Regions from separate parts of the Mus musculus genome. Here all the other regions are linked to region 3. A link is a contact called in public promoter capture Hi-C data. All regions are on one chromosome and are shown on one strand. The core of a region is the stretch at or near the end of the contact, and the rest is flanking DNA. Distances in the headings are between cores, read along the strand shown. Region 1 holds the start of Cfap45 (cilia and flagella associated protein 45). Region 2 holds the start of Nuf2 (NUF2, NDC80 kinetochore complex component). Region 3 holds the start of Adss (adenylosuccinate synthetase, non muscle).

Region 1 (3,602 bases), core at 507-3,006, 5.3 Mb before region 3:
ATTTTATCCAATGAATCATCTCCCCACGTCCACTTACAGCTTTACAGCACCAGCAGTTAGGGGAATACTTTTTCACAGACTGGCTTCTGGCTTTGTTCATTCCCAACCGCATTTTCCCTCCATTTCCAGATCCGTTAGGCAGCAGATACCACAGCCCAACTATATGGAGAAAATGGCTGATAGGTTGCCGCCTGGATGTCCGATGAGTTGATTTAGTCGCCTGGTGTAAGGAGAGTTTCAGGAAGTTTTCCTAGCCTGGAAGAGTCATAACTGTATGTGCGAGTGCGCGAGTGATGGAAACCACACCAGCATGTATCACTAAATCCAGAATAAATGTTTCTTTAAATCAACTTACATTGCACAAATACATGACTAAGCAGACATATTGCTCAGGGCTTTGCTATGAGCCTCACAGTGGCTCACACCAAACAGCAGCCTGGAACGAGGCACTCCTAACTGGGAGATACCTTCAGGCAGAACACTGGGGATCGATTTCCTGATGGCTCACTTGTCACCCTCCTCTCCCTGCCTTTAACTGTTCCTGCGGTGTGGCAGGAAGAACACATCCTTTGTTTTGCAGTGCCCTCTTTTTGGCCTTACTTTGCTGTTTGGTGTGGGGGCTAATAACTGCCTAAGAGAGGTGTGGCTAGTAATTGGATTCCCAAGGAGATAAGAGTTGAGGAATCCTGGAAATGAGCTGCACAGCTTTTTGGATTAAGCAGCAGCGATGGCAGCAGAATAATCGGTGGTGGTGGCGGTGGTGGCGGTGGTGGCAGAAGATTGTCTCCCTTCCTCTACTACCTACTACTAGGGTTTGTCAACAGTTTTCCACACTTAGGTTGGAGTAAGGTTCTCTAAGACAAGTTTGGAGGGAGACTTGGGGGTCTGGAGAGACCAAGAGCTCAGAAAATAAACATCTGAGAAAGAAAAGCAATCCCTGGTTGGTAGGAGGTTTTGTGGGGTGTGGGATGTGCAGGATTCAAGGACTGCTCAGCCCTGTCCTGTAGATCTTACTAAGGTACAAGGGACCAAGGTGAAACTGTGAAAAATCTTAAATCCTGAAATTATTCCCAGGAGACGTGTTAAAAGCCAGGTTCCCCTAACTTCCTGCCATGGATTTTGACTTTGTTTAGGGTAGGACTTACATTTTGAGTTTGTTTATTTATTTAGTGAAATACATTGCTAAGCTGCCCAGGTTGGTTTTGAACTTCCTGTCTTAGACTCCTTGTATTTTCAGTTAAGTCCCTCAGATCTAAGCTTGTGAGACCGCATACGCATCTTCAGGGCTAGAAGTGTTCTTTGGTCTAGTCAGACTCCTTCCTACTGTGGAATGTGTTTGGTTTAATGCTGCTTGCCTCTCAGCAGCCTGAACTCTCATCAGGTTTGGTTTGAATCCTCCCGGAACCCGGTAGCGGTAACCATGGTAACCTAGGGTGGAAGGGTCTGTGAGGGTAAAACCAGGATCCTCGGCTTAGCTCTTGGGGTCTTGATAGTTGAGCCCTCCGGGACCCATGGAAAGTAGACCCTTTAAAGTCTGAACCTGGCTTGAACTGGGTTAAAAGCCAAAGTGGACATGATGGGCGTATCCAAAGGGCGCAACCTTCAAGAGCCTGGTTCCAGCTACTCTAGGGCGGGAAAAGGTTGAGGGAGGGGTTCCTGCTTCTAAACTACCTCGTGACTGCTCCAGGAATTGGGCGGGGCGAGGGCGGGTCTAAATCGCTGAGTGCTAGTTCTTGGGTTGCTATGGTAACGCGTCAGCTCCGGCGGAGCCGGTGGAGGTGCCTGCAGCTGAAGCGGCCGCAACGATGGTGAGGGTCTGGGTAGCTGTAGTTCTTGAGTCCTGAAGTGGTTTGGGGCTCTGAGAGGGAAAGGTGGAGCTTTCTCTAAGAGTCTGGGGAAGACAGGAAGTTCTGGGAGTGAGGACGGGACGACGGCTGGAAAGGAAGTCTCAAAAGACTGGTAGGGTTGAATGGGGGATGTGCTGCACCTTCTCCCCCATCCTCTTGAGCTGAGTCCTCTTGGGCTGTGACGTGAGATGTTGAGAAGAGCACCCGTTAGAAGACCATAACCAGCAGGGTGATCATGGGAAAGGCACCTAATGTTTCAGAAGAGCCTCTGTTCTCACTGCGTGGGAATGATTTGGGCACATCATAAGCATTAGTGAATGAATGAATGAATGAATGAATGAATGAATGAATGAATGAATGAGGCAGGGAATTCCTGGGGGAATGATTGGGATAAGTCTGCCAGTCCTGATATTCTTTGGATGGCGGCGGATGGTCATGGTCATAGACTGTGAAGACCAGCAGGGCCTCGCAGGAGCCTGTGTTGGCTCTGAAGTGTTAGGGGAGTCTGCGGACAGGTGTCGGGGCGTGTGGTTACTGGAACTTACTTGAAATGGCTGGCCACTTGGGTGGCTGAGGTGGATATCTGGGTTGTCTTGGTAGGCCTCCTTTAGTCTCAGTGTCTGTCTTGCTCTTACGGGATTTAGTGGGTTTCAGAAGAAGCTGGGTTCCGAACTTCTGAGGACTCCCTGGCGTGCAGGGATGGGGGTCCCTTTTGGCTGTACATTTTACTTAACTGTCTTCCCTCAGCACAGCAGTGTGTGTGTGTGTGTGTGTGTGTGTGTGTGTGTGTGTGTGAGAGAGAGAGAGAGAGAGAGAGATATGACCTGACACTATGCCTGGTACCAAAGGACAAGTGTTAGAGGTAAGTTCTTCTGTCCTGTGTTAAAGGTGCCTTTTTCCCTAGCATTCAAGGGAATGCTAATCTCTCCCAAGCCCAGAGATTCCCACCCAGAGACCACTCAGGACAAGAGTTTGCCAAACTTACTGACCCTAACTTACTGGAATTTTCCTTTGGATAGGAATGGGCATACAGACATGTCAGGGGGCAGTGGGTTTGAGTAATCACCAGCAAGCCAGGAGTGTGTGTATAGTGCTAATCACAGCTTTTTGTTTGAGAGCATGGAGGGATGAGAGGTGGTGGCAGCAGGGAGGCTCATAGACAAGCTTCCAGAACTCCCCCAAAGAAAAGGATCAATAGATCCTATGGAGGGAGAGGCTGGAGGCTCATCTTCAACCCTGGTGTCAAGTTACCGGGATATGTCACAGGTGGGCAGCCTGGTCCATTTAAAGAAAGAGGACAACCAGGTGGATCACTCATAGCGAGAGGCAAGAGACCTGATGTGAGGGAATCCCTCCTTTCCCATAGCCAAGTCTGTGGAGTGGGAAGTACTCCCAGGCCAAGAATCTGAAGCCGGACTTTGTCAGCCTGTGTTGACTCTGTGTGCGAAAGAGGAACTGGATCTGAGTGGGAAGGAACGTCTAAGAATGAGCAGCCTTTGTCTTTGTTCCCTTGACAGGTGGTGGTGTACTTACGTCAGGGAAACTCCACACCGACCTATTCCAGTCCCGGCTTGCCTTGTCTTGCTTGAGTTTAAGCCAAATCCCCTAGATCCTGTCATATACAGATACTTTGTTCTCAACTAGAAATAGTTATGTATATAAATACTGTGTTTCTTGGTCATAAAATAGTTACCTATCATTGCAGAAAACTATTCAATATAAGAAACATGATAGTTACACTCACCCAAAATGCAG
Region 2 (3,434 bases), core at 910-3,409, 8.3 Mb before region 3:
TTTGGGTTCAGGCACATATCAGATTCTGGGCTTTTCTGTTCCGTATCCTGAGGTCAGTTTATTTCTTCAATTGAAACCATCAAGCTTTCAGAGGCAAAAAAATTGAATTAAGCATTCAATATTTTTCATCTGCATCTCAGTTTTTGAAATTGTTTATAAGAACATAAGGGGTTACTTGAGAAAAAAAACAAGCCACACCTAGATTAGAGATAGATTAATAACAGAAAACGTGGGTATAAAATCATAATCACACACCCCTCTCTGCTGATGTGATATACACTACTGTCAGGGTAATTCTTATAAACCATCAAACCCTTACAAACGTACAAAGGGCTTACCTACCACACAAATCCCAGCCTTTCCCACTGAAGTTGCCAAAGCCTTTAATAATCTCATGCTCTTTCTGGTCCAAGTTAATGCCTTCCAAGTCTTCTCCTAAGTGTCCAATGTTGTGTTACACCTGCCTGAGAATTTCTGAGGATCAATTTCCCAACGTAAAGCTACCCAGAGGCTCACAACTGCACTTAGAAGTAATAATGCTCTCTTCTCAGAAGCAAATTGTGTTCATTTTAATAGTGCAATTTCAGTTCCAACTCCTGTGTGTGTGTGTGTGTGTGTGTGTGTTGCGTATACAGAGAAAGAGGCCATCTAACTATAAAGATACTATATACTTTATATACAGTAAAACAGCTCTCTGACATTTTAGTTCAAATAGGACAATTACCTCTAGGAGCTCCCATTTCTCCGTTATATGTAACACTTCAGTGCTAAGCACAACATAACTTACATTATATACAACTGGCTTTGCAATGCAAACTTAAGCAAGCAACTCCCAATTCTGAGGAACTAGATAAAGCATTCCTGGAAAATACGGGGAAGGCTTTGTGTTACACCCACGTAGATCCAGGTACATTCAGCTCCCTGACTTTTGGATTATGATATTTTCGCCTTTTGATAAATGGTTCTTGGTTTAATCCAGAGATGGTGGCGCAATGGAGATACATAAAAAATTGGCAAGCATTCAAACAAGTCACACTGACGCCATTCTTGTGGCTCATGCCCGTAAAGTCAGCACTTGAGAGATGGGAGGTGAGAGACTCCCAGGACTCATAGGAAGGGACCTTTGATGAAATGCCCGGCAGTAGGGAGAGGGAACTTATAGAGCCCACCTCCAGCAGAAAGACAGGACATCAAGTGAGGGATGGGGTTGCCATCCCACTGTCACACCTCTGACCCATAATTGTTTCTCTCTGAAAGAATTCCAGGGATGGAAATGGAGAGGAGCCTGTGAAAAAGAAGGTCCAGTGACAGGCCCAAAGTGGGATCCAGCTCAAGGGGCAGTCCCAAGGCCTGACACTACTACTGAGGCTATGAAGCGCTCACAAAAAGGGATCTAACATGACTGCCCTCCGAAAGACCCAACAAGCAGCTGAAAGAGTCAGATGCAGATATTTGCACCCAACCAATGGACAGAAGCAGCTGATCCCTGTTGTTGAATTAGGGATGGCTGAAAGAAGCTGAGGAGGACGATCCTGTAAGGGGACTAGCAATCTCAATTAATCTGGATCCCTGAGATCTCTCAAACACTGGACCACCAAACAGACAGCATACACCAGCAGATATGAGGCCCCCAACACACATAGAGGACTGCCGGGTCTGTGTTCATTCAGAGATGATACACCTAACCCTCAAGAGAGTGGAGGCCCCAGGGAGTTTAGAGATCAGGTGGGGTGGGGGCATCCATGTGGAGACAGGGTGGGGAGGGGAGGAGTTTGGGATGTGGATCAGTCGGAGGGTGGATGGGGAGGGGCGGGGAATGGAATATGAAGTGTAAAAAAATTGAATTACAAATAAAGTTAAATAAATAAATAAAAAAAGGCTAGTCTCAGGAATATAGGGGTTCGAGACCAACCTGGGATAGATGAGCCTGTCAAATCAACACACAAGTTAGTAAACCCAGATGCCCCGATCCTTGGCCTTGCACCCGGCCCTCCAACGCTCACCCGCTCAAACTCACCTGGAGGCCTAGCAGCTCACGGAAAAACAGTTAAAAACCGAGCGTCCAACCGAAAGCCGCTGACCGTTGTCATTTTTCAAACCGGCCGCCTTTTTTTGTGAGGCCGGCCCCTTTCCGCACAGCGCGCTTCCTTCGCGACGGATGCCGAGAAGGCTCAGAAGACCCACGGTGGGTGGGACTTGACGAGTTGCGCAGCGAGCCAGGCTCCAGATCAGCGGAATCATTCTTCAGGGTTATAGTTTCTAGCCGGAACCGCGATTCCGCCAGACCAGGAAGCGCAGCAGTTAGGGGGAGGAGTTCCGGGATGTGTTTACCGGGTTGTCCCAGACTGGAACTTTGCCTTCAGCGTACCTGATAGCGAGCAGGCAGACAGACGGTTTCTAGCCCCTTCTCTTAGGCTCAGAGAGTAACAGGCAATAGAGGATGTGTTGTTCCCAAATTAATCAAAGGCATTATAGAGAATCCAGGAGTAGTAGTAACAGTCTTACTGTTTGATAAGCATTGATGGGGTCAAATTTTGACCTCACTGGATATTTGTACACATCATTTCTCCTTAGGTCCATGAAAGCTTGAGGGCGGGGCAGCGAATGGATGGATAGACATTGTTAAGGACGTCCAATTTAAATCTTTAATTTACTCACTTTGAGGACTCAATATAGGATAATAAATCTAGAAGCATAAACGTACTGGAATATGATTCTACACTTGCCAAACATGAGCAAAACCACTAGTTCATCTCATCGGTGAGCCATTTCTGTGGCTTACTGACATTACAGGTAACAAAGAATATACAGAACTCTCTATTCACGGGTGTTTTAATATCCTTTGAGTACCTTTACTACTTGATTTTTTTAATAAATAGGTAAGATTTTAATTGTTATATTCTTGAGCCAATATTATAGAACATAGTTTCATATAAGTAGATGGAACATGGCTACACTGAAAATACAGTACAATTTAACATGGAGAATTCTGGCAACGTAGCTTTATATCCGGTTTATTCACTGGGCGGCGCTGCTGCATTGATTTTAACATTACTGAGAATTTCATTCCATTTCTTTCCAGTAATCAAAACTACAGAGATAAACATCGGACACAATGTTCTGGATTAAAAATTTTTTTTTTCTAAATTTATGGGCTTTAAAGTACATGTTTACAGTCCTGGCTTAAGAAGAAAAATAGCATTGAATTCAAGTAGTTGTCTGCATTTTATTTCTCTCTAATCATTCTTGTTAATCTGTTTGCCTCTTCAGTCACGTTCATCTTTAGGAAAGATTTTGGAAATTGAGCTATACATTTGAAATACTTTATGCAGTACTAGTCTGAAACTGTAAAATACCTAACATTCGCTGTTTGTGGTGAACTCTAAATAAATACAAGGAACCACAGACCTGGCATTGTGCTTTAACCCCTTAAA
Region 3 (3,433 bases), core at 678-3,177:
TTAGTAAAAATTCTAAAGCACACAAGAACAAAATGTAAGGACTATGTAAGTAGTAAGGAGTTTATAAGAGTGAGAAGTCTGACCATTTACTTCTCGGCTGGCCTCCTCCTCAATCTTTCCTCTGGGGATTCCAGAGTCATCAGATCAGACTGATACATGACCTCCCTCAAGAACACTTTCTTGGTAACATAGTAACACCGACAGTCTACAAACTGATTCTATAACTTTTTAAAGGTCTATTATTTTGAAACCCTTTTAGAGAAGTGCCACAACGGCTTTGTACAACCACACACTACTCCTCGACGCAGCTGGACCTGTGCACATTTTCAAGTAAAAAAGCAAGCAGTCCTCAAGTCCATCCTTCTGCCCCGCAAGAGTTTAGGCGCTTTGCTAAATCTTCAGCCCAGCTACCAGATCTGATTTTAAAAGTGAAAGGTGAAGGCTGGGCTTTGGATCACCTCCTAGGCGAGTCAGATTCCAGGCCAACACCTGTGAGAGCACCATTAAATATGCATGTTGCCAGACAAGCTGCTGGAAGAGAAAGAACCTGTGAAAGAACCCTGTGAATTGAAGAATGGTGGTAAAGCGGCAGTTGGAGCAATAGGGCTCCACACACAGTAAAAAGATGACCCAAGTCAAAGCACCTGGCCTTTTACAGGCCGGTTTCTTCATACGTTTCAATTTTAGGTAAAAAAGCTTTCCACGATTAGCCTAGACCACAAGGCACCCCCACACAAAACCATGTACCTTCAGGGAGAAAAAAATTCTTACAATCTAAATACGCCACCATTAACTTCCAACACTGCACCTTGTTTTGAATGTGGGAACTGCTCATTTATTTTGAATTCTGAAACGGGGATGATAGTTTTCTGAGAGCCTTTTTCAAAGGCCTACCCTCTAGGCTGCTTCAAAGCAAATGACTAATAAGAAAAAAAAAAAAAAAAAAAAAAAAAACTAACACTAAAACCCACGTGTCTCCGGGTAGGAAACACTGGATTTCCTGAAAGTCAACTTTTTATATTACCGAAGCATTGTAAACATTTCTAAATTATCCGACTTGAAATCTCCGTATTTAGTTGCCTCACACTCACTTTTCAACTTACTGGGGATTCCTTAAGGACCGGTGAGTAATAAAAACAGATCTCCCCTTAATAGTAGTCTATGAAATACGAGTTAAAAACAAAAAACAAACAAAAGCACCGGAGGGCCCCAAACAGTCTCATCGCCCCGTAGCGGATTCTGCTATCAACAAAGTGGACCGATGGAGGCGAGGTTCTGCGTGCCTAAGCCTGTAGGTAATGCAGTGCTGAATCTCGATTTCAGGGAAATTGGGGAAAAGGACCCTTCCTAGTCCGCGCCGGCGGGTGGGCCTGGCCGGGTCTAGCCAGAGTCCCGAGCAGGCCTCGGGCGGAAGCTCCCTCAACTCTGCCCGCGGCGCACCGCCAGCCCAGTCCCCAGACCCCGAAATGCAGCTCCAACATCGCGCATCTTCCAGGTTCCTCCAGAGTCACCCGGAGCGTCACCGGAGACTCCAGGGCAGGGGTTCCCCGCAGCTCCCAGCCCGAGGGACGCACCTCAAGGTGACACCTCACCGCGCCGGCCGTCCCAGAAAGGGCCCGGCTTCCCTCACCTGGCAGCGGCACACGATGTCGGCGTCCTGCGCCAGTAGATCCACCACCTTCCCTTTGCCCTCGTCGCCCCACTGCGCTCCCAGCACCACAGTCACCCGGTTCCCTCCGGACCGCGCCCTGGGGCGGCCACAGTCGCCGTTGGGCAGGGAGGTGGCCGCCGGGCTGCTCTCGGAGATCGACATGGCTCCCGGCAGGGCAGAAGAGCCTTAAGGAGACGGGGCAGGAGAACGGAACGTGAACCCAACTGCTGCGCCGCCACCAGCCACATGCGGAGGAAGAAGGAGCCAGAGGCCGGCCCCGCCCCCGCCCCGAGGGCCGCCACCCTCTCTCCAGGCCCCGCCCCGCGCTCCGCCGCCCGCCCGCTCAGGGCGGGACCACACTTGGCGCAGGCCGAAGCCTCTGCGCGGCCCGCAGGCGCCACGGCCTCAACTGCCGCCACCCCAGGGCGGAGGCCACACCCCATCCCCGGCTTGGCGCGCTGCTCCGGGGAGAACCGCGCGAGAGCGGAGGCCAGGGGGCGGGGCTAACGGAGAGTTCCGCCCTCTGTGCCCGCCCACCAGCCTCTGGCCTTTCAAACTCGCGGTAGGGAAGGGGGTGAAAGAGTGTGGAACTACAATTCCCAGCATGCAATGCTCTGTGAGATGGCCAAGGCATGGCACCACAGTGTCAGGGTTGGCTGGTTTCGGTCTCTAAAAGCCAATTTGGTTTTCTGTGTCTAAACACTTGGGTATCTTAAAGAATGAAATACCCTTACAAAATGTAAACTGGGATTTAAAAATATGTGGAGGCTGGAGTGGAGCCGAATAAATTTAGAACTGAAAAGGGACTAAAAGTGCAAACTAAAAGCAGTAAAAATGAAATCTAGAGATAGCATCCTAACTCTTCCCATTTTTACAGTATCTGGGGCACAAAGATGAGTCAATTGCCTATGTCATATCCGAATGTACCTGGGTTATTTGATCCCCACAACCTTAAAGTTTACAATATTTTGTAAAATACGTTCGTTCTACAAAACAATTTCTCTTCTCCCATTTTTTCTCTGTTGAAGTGTTGGAGATCAAATTCAGAACCTTGTAATTTGATGCGAATACTGTACCACTGAGTTATTCGCCCCCCAGACCTTCGAACTCTTAAATAGCTTATCAGTTCCTCTCATGGGCGTTAAAATGGTACTTTGGACAGTTTGCAGATTGAGTAAGCCTAGGTGCTTCTCAGTGTTTTAATTGTAACTGATTACAGAGTGTGCCTATTGTCTATCTAATGTGGGTTTATCTATGTATTTATTTACTTATTTATATTATTTGTGTGTGAGAGGTCACATACCATGTTGTGTGTCTGTCTGTCTGTCTGAAGGCCAGCAGAGGGCCTCAGATCCCTGGGAGTCAGAGCAACAGGTGGTCGTGAGACATCTGAAAATACAGCTGTTCTCAACCTATGAGTTGAGACCCCCTTAGGGAGTCAATCAACCCTTTCACAGGGACTGCATATCAGATGTCATATCTGTTAGGTATTTACATTATGATTCACAACAATAGCAAAATTACAGTTATAAAATAGCAGTGAAGTAATTGTATAGTTGGGGGATGGGGCAACCACAACCTGAGGAACTGTATTAAAGGGTCACAGCATTAGGAAAGTTGAGAACCACTGAGACAACAGGTGCTAAAGAGGGAATCCAGATGCTCTGGAAGAGCAGCACGTGCTCCTAACTACTGAGCTGCCTCTCCAGCCCTGATCTAATGTTCTCACTGCAACCCAAACTGTGACATTAAATTTTGGTAAAGGAAATAATTGCTTTGAAA

The links. Promoter capture Hi-C pulls out the DNA fragments that hold promoters and counts their contacts.
Region 1: a contact with region 3 is called in a promoter capture Hi-C map of pre-B cells. The contact joins the promoter of Cfap45 here to the promoter of Adss in region 3. A contact is called at or near these places in 1 of 39 promoter capture datasets (pre-B cells) and 1 of 484 Hi-C or Micro-C datasets (B cells).
Region 2: a contact with region 3 is called in a promoter capture Hi-C map of pre-B cells, with 6 times the contacts expected there. The contact joins the promoter of Nuf2 here to the promoter of Adss in region 3. A contact is called at or near these places in 1 of 39 promoter capture datasets (pre-B cells) and 3 of 484 Hi-C or Micro-C datasets (CD4 T cells and CD8 T cells).

What each region holds. Positions count from the first base shown.
Region 1 is chr1:172,519,374-172,522,975 of GRCm38.p6, forward strand. Cfap45 (cilia and flagella associated protein 45) reads left to right here and starts at 1,757. Exons shown (of 12, transcript NM_027972.1): 1 at 1,757-1,808. The coding sequence starts at 1,806.
Region 2 is chr1:169,529,305-169,532,738 of GRCm38.p6, forward strand. It overlaps Nuf2 (NUF2, NDC80 kinetochore complex component), which reads right to left and starts at 2,160. Exons shown (of 15, transcript NM_001355159.1): 1 at 2,018-2,160. Gm34624 (a long non-coding RNA gene) reads left to right here and starts at 2,273. Exons shown (of 3, transcript XR_373698.2): 1 at 2,273-2,793.
Region 3 is chr1:177,794,582-177,798,014 of GRCm38.p6, forward strand. It overlaps Adss (adenylosuccinate synthetase, non muscle), which reads right to left and starts at 1,928. Exons shown (of 13, transcript NM_007422.3): 1 at 1,631-1,928. The coding sequence starts at 1,813.